Regions from separate parts of the Gossypium arboreum genome. Here region 2 is linked to region 1. Evidence: chromatin contacts called from public Hi-C data. All regions are on one chromosome and are shown on one strand. Each heading gives the region's core, a stretch centred on a gene start, on an enhancer-like site or on the middle of the called end of the contact. The rest is flanking DNA. Distances are from core to core; before and after follow the strand shown.

Region 1 (2,963 bases), core at 255-2,754:
GAAAGAATCTAAGTCGGCCTAAGAAATACAAAAATCTTTCAATTCTTGCACAATTTTTTTTTCTAAAAAAAAAGTAACAGAATAAACTTAGACATAAGCATAAATAACATCGGAATTAGCCCAGTCATCACTACCAAATAAATTAAAAGGTGATTAAAATAGGAGATAATTCACTTTAAGGAAATCAAAGACAAAGGGCCCAACTGTATTTCCTTTTTATTTTTATTGCAAAACAGTGAAGAAGATATTACAAAAATAAGGAAAAAAATTATGGGGCAGAGGAAATAAAGCTGAGTAATGCATTAATTTTCCCAAATTTAGATTATTTATGAAAATTTAGATTATACTTCTTAACGAAAGTTTCCTGAACCCGATTCTTACTATTCATTTGGGAAAAAGGAAAACTATTTTGAAATTAATTTATTGGTAATTAAATGGTAATCGATAATACTCAATGAACTCCCTTTCATGTTCTTAAAAATTTTTCTTTTAAAAAACAATTTATGTCTTCTTAGGTAAACCTAAATTCTATTCTTACTATTTATTCATAATTTCCATTAGCAGCTAAAAAGCGCAGAACAAAACTGAAAAAAGCACCATGCCAACAATAGCAAATAAAAATTCAGCTTGAAATTCTAGAAATAAAAAAAAATCGTTTTTACCCGGAAATTAGCCTTGCAATCATCAATAAGAGCTCTAAGCTTTTCGACGACAACTTTCACCATCTCGGTCCGGTTCAAAATCAACGAAACCAGCAAAAACCGGGCATAAAATCTCAACTCCTTAAACCGAACTCGAAGATCCTTCACTCCACACCCTTCGAAATACCTTCTCTTCAAAATCGCTTCATAGAAAATGTAGGCTTCGACCAGAAACCTAGCCTCGCTCGTCCTCATGTACTGGCCGAAATACAGCTGGCCGATCCGACCGGCGATTTCGCCAATCTCCCACCGGTTCAAACCGGCTTTGACAAGCTCGGCTCGGTGTTCTTGCTGGTACTTCCATAACCGCATATAGGCTTTGAAGACTTTCTGGAAATAGTGTTGGCCTTGTGCTCGTCCGTACGACGGTAAGTCCCGGACTCGTGCGAATTTACGGTCCGCGCTCTCGACGAGAGCTCGGAAGGTTTTGGGAACGACGTCTTCCTCCGCCATGTACGAAACAAAAATCTAATACTGATTTCAATAAAAAAAAAACAGTCAAGAGACTCAGCGGCTCGTTAGGGGGATCTGAAGACGGTTACGGTGGACATCGGAAAATGTTTGAGAGAAGTCTAGAGAGATAAAGAGAGATACTGTGTAGACTTTGTTGAGATGAGCTGTAGTTTTTATGGGTGTCAGCGTAATTTTCCCTTTCTCTTTTCTTTTCTTTTCTTTTTTTTTTTTTCTTTTTTTTCCTATAACTGATTTTTGGATTTGTAAGGTTTTATAAATTCAGTAACTTACAGTGATAGCGATGGTAATTAACTCACTGATTTCAGTGATTTGGCGATGTGTCATCATTACTTTCCTGTGGCGACGAAGAAGGACAAGTATTTATTATTAGTATTTTGTATGAGTAAAATAGTCTAAAACAATACACCGTCCGATTATAATTGGGAGAAGAAATGAGAAATCAACGGCTCCTATTAATTATGCCATCAATATTCTTTAATATTATTAACTGGTACACCTACCATTTGTATAAAAACAATAATATTAAACTCATATTTTTAAAATAATAAAGTAATAAAAATTAAAATAATTTTATTAATTAGAATTTGATTTGTATTGAACACTTAAAATAAAATAAATAATTTATATAATTCCTCTTTGTTTTGAAAGTTTGGTGTTGTAATATTTTTTTAATTGAGTTGGATTGTTTAATTAGAATAATTGAATTAAGAAAAATTAAAATTAATTAATTTATGAATCAATATAAACCAATTAAATAGATAGATGATTGATTACATTACCTTTTATTTTTCAATATATTTAATTTTAATGATTTTATTAATTAAATAGTATAAACTAATATGGATGCATTGAAAAACATTAAATATATATAAATGAGAAATCCAATTAAATTATGTTTGACTTCCCAATGATTCGAAAATTTATATAAAAAGTGGAAATGAGTTAATAATCTCTTAATTATGATACAGTATTAAATAAATTAATAGTTCTTTTTTTCTTTTTTTTGTTAAATCCGCATCATGGGAATTGTTCTTTCGTTGGTTTTCTTACCAGTTTGGTTATAAGATACAGCGTACGATTACATTAAAAATATGATTCCAACATTATACGAAAATATTTATGTACATATACATGAATATACGAATTTTGAGCACATGAATGCCTGTCTGGCAATTCTAGATGGAAACAAGGACAGCATATTTTGGCAGAAAATAACAGTTAATTTCTTTTACATATTAAAATTCTGAGCATATAGGACTCTCTTTATACATGTGCAATTTTATATCAAAATTTAAACCCACAAGTTTCAAACTAGAATTCTTAACTCCAAACATCAATTAAATAAGCCCTGTTTTCATGTGAGTGAAAAATATAAAGTTTGACAAAGGATATGTTTTGGATTTTCTGTTTTCGAGGTCTCTAATCTTCGGTTAATGGTAAATATTCCATTTTTTTTTTATACTTATAAATTAAATTATATATATCTGAATTCATGTAGCAACAATGGATCAATTGGTTGGCGTAAGCCATAGTGGTAACTTATAAAGCTGTTATTAACAACTTAGGAAGCACATTAGAAAACTTGATCAAATTTATTTGAGATGTTCATAAATTACATCAGATCTCAATTTATAATTTTTTTAATATTTAATTATTTTAAAATAAAAAAATATTTTATGTTAATATTTATATATTTGTAAATAAATTTGGTTTTGATGGGTGATGATTGATATTAAAATTCTAATTAGGAGTGTAAATAAAATATTAGTACTCACAAGTTACTCGAGT
Region 2 (2,963 bases), core at 231-2,730, 290 kb before region 1:
TAGTACAAAGTTAATAATTGACTTTATAGTATGTAGATCATAAACAGAAAGGTTCATTGCCTTAGAGTAGCCGAAGTCACATATTTTTAGTCTGGGTGTACTGCTTCCATCTAATAGAGTGTTTTCCAGCTTAAGATCTCTATGACAAATTTTCTGTGAAAATGGGGATAAAAATCTCAACTTAGCTAGATAGCCAAAAAAAAAAAAAAAAGAGGGGGGATCCAATAGACTAAGTAAGGCCATATATACCATTGCATGGCAATAACTCACTCCTGATATCAGTTGTTGAAAGAAAAACCTTGCCTGATGCAGTAAAACAATAACAGTAAGGTAAAAAAATGAAATTCAATAAGCACAACTTTTAACGTATGAAAAATTAGAAAAAGAAAAGATGTTTATAAGAATATACCTCATCTTCACCAAATCTACCAGCGTTGCATATTCTTTCAAAAAGTTCTCCACCAGCTGCATATTCCATGACTATGGCAAGATGAGTTGGTGTTAACAGGACCTGCAAAAAGTTGTGTTTGGGATTGGATCAAACATACCATGGACACCATTGATTTTAGCTGCCCTGTTGAAGATCACAAACTCCCATATCGTTTGTTTGAACCTTTTTAAGTTAATTTTCAATCAAAAACTGGTGCTACCTAATATGAAGCTAAAGCTAAACTGGAAGCTACATCTCTGACCATGTAGGTTGCTCTCAAGGCTAAGTTAGCTAAAACAGAACAAAAGATAAATCATTGTAAAGCCTGTTCTGTTCAAATCAACTCTGATTTTTAAAGAGAAGAAAAAAAAAATGCAAAAACCTTCACTGCTCCATTTAAGGAGCTCTGAAACTTGTACAAGTAATGCTTGTCTTGACTTCAATACCTGAAACTTATGAGGAACTATAGATATTTACCTCTTTGAATTTTATTATATTTGGATGCTTCAAAGACCTATGGTTCATAATCTCCCTTTGCACATGCTCATCAATCTGCATAGACAAGAAATCTCTTGAAATCCATCCATAAGAAAATATTGACAACCCAAACAAGATGATGGGCATGAATCTTGGAGAGCCAATAGGAAAATAAAGCTAAAAACAAAATCTGATACCTTGGGGCCTCTTTCAATATACTTGACAGCATAAAGCTCACCAGTCCTTTTATCCCTAACCAGCTTAGCAACACCAAAGTTCCCTGATCCAATATCTTTCAGTATCTCATAACGCTCCATTTTCCAAATCCAAAAACTCCCAGCAAATATGTAAGGAAAGAAACAGCAGCACTTATATGAATCTTATATAGTTGCAGCAAATATATAAAACCTTTTGTGTAATTTTTTTTTTCTTATATTTGGTTTAGTGTTGGAGGAATCTCCATGATTTTCAAGGACTTTTTGATGTTTTAGTTGGATGGGTGAAAGCAAAGGGCAAAGGAACTAGGATGATAAGGAATCATATGAGGCTGTCCAAATGGTGTCAACGTCAAAGAGACAAGAAGAATGGACATTACACGTGGAGGATAATTAAAAGCTAGAAATTGAAGGAGAAGTGGAAAAGTTGCACACCGACGTTGCTTCGTTTTTGGGTTATCTCTCGTTTTGGTTACCCCACTTAGTTGGCCCTCTTCCTTCTTTCGAAATGTCGCAAAATATCAATAAATAACAATCAAATACTGTGTATTAAAAGAATATTTTCTTAAAGTACTAAATAAACACTCATAACTGAAATATTTCAGTACATTGGATAAGATGATTGAAAGTAGAATTATTTATATTTATTTTAAAATTTGAGCAAATTATATAAATAGTGATTTAAATATTAACATATTTCTATTCTAGTTTCACAGGTTAAAAATTTTATTTTAGTTATTAATGTTATTGAAATTTAAAATTTAGATTGTTTTTTTCATTAAATCATTAATGAAATATTGATATGAATTTTTTTATAATAATAAGTTTAGCTTTCAATGCTTATGATTTCATCAATTTGGACATAATTCTAAAAATTTTAATAAATTTAGCCTTCAACTTTACATATTTTATCAATTAGTCTAAATTCTAAAAAATATTGTGCAAGCCAATAATGCATATGTTGAGTTTTTTTGCAACTTTTAGAACAACATGAAATCTTATTCATTTCATGTCCCTTGTTCTTCTCCCTGACAGTCATCTTCTTCGTTGTCCTAATTTGTCCGATTGACAGAACTAAGCTAATATTACCATTGTTGCCATCAAAACTCCCAATCATCAAAAAGCTCCACAACATCAGATGCCACCCTTATCGCTCGCTCTACATTTTAGCTCAACAATCCGACCCTCTCATGTCGCTCTGCATCACTACTGTCCCCGTACACTTCATCTTCTTTGTTGACGCTACCTCAAAGATCTAAGAGAACTCATGGTTGAACATTCATAAAACATTTGAGGGTTAAATTCAACAAAGGTGTAGTCCTAATTCAACTTTACATATTCATCGTCTTAATTTTTTTTTTTATTTTCTCTCAAAAAATATATCCAATAAGATTTTTTTGATTGAGGATGATCTAGGATTTTTTTTGTTTTTCGAATGGATAAATTTGGATAAAATGTTTGGGTCTAGGCCTTACTCATAAGCTTTGGCCCCAGATTCTCCCCTTAGAGCAGAAGACCCAAATTATGAAGGCATTAATGTTACATATAGGTTTGTCATTTCTCAGGTTGATAAATCTACTACTTATGGAGGTCTCTCTAATTTTTATATGTTGAGGCAAGTTAATGAGAAGTGGTTTGTCCAGTACCAATGGTTGTGGCCACTATGGATAGCCTTGCGACAGGCAACATGACTTGCCATATTTGGTTGGTCAATATTTTAGAACAAAATCTTTGGGCCGTGCAATTGTTGATATTGTGGAAATATGATATCTCATTTATAAAAACATATTCATTTGAAATAACTTATCATGAGGATTGGATCGGACCAAGCTACTGAATCT

Evidence for each region. A called contact is a pair of places that touch in the nucleus more often than the background predicts.
Region 2: a contact with region 1 is called in a Hi-C map of leaf, with 2.5 times the contacts expected there. The contact joins the promoter of LOC108470501 here to the promoter of LOC108474282 in region 1.

The regions. Positions count from the first base shown.
Region 1 is chr11:54,937,535-54,940,497 of ASM2569848v2, reverse strand. It overlaps LOC108474282, which reads right to left and starts at 1,504. Exons shown (of 9, transcript XM_017776250.2): 1 at 663-1,504. The coding sequence starts at 1,154.
Region 2 is chr11:55,227,149-55,230,111 of ASM2569848v2, reverse strand. LOC108470501 (serine/threonine-protein kinase SAPK2-like) reads right to left here and starts at 1,480. Exons shown (of 9, transcript XM_017771839.2): 1 at 1,105-1,480; 2 at 908-982; 3 at 410-511; 4 at 271-303; 5 at 61-153. The coding sequence starts at 1,224.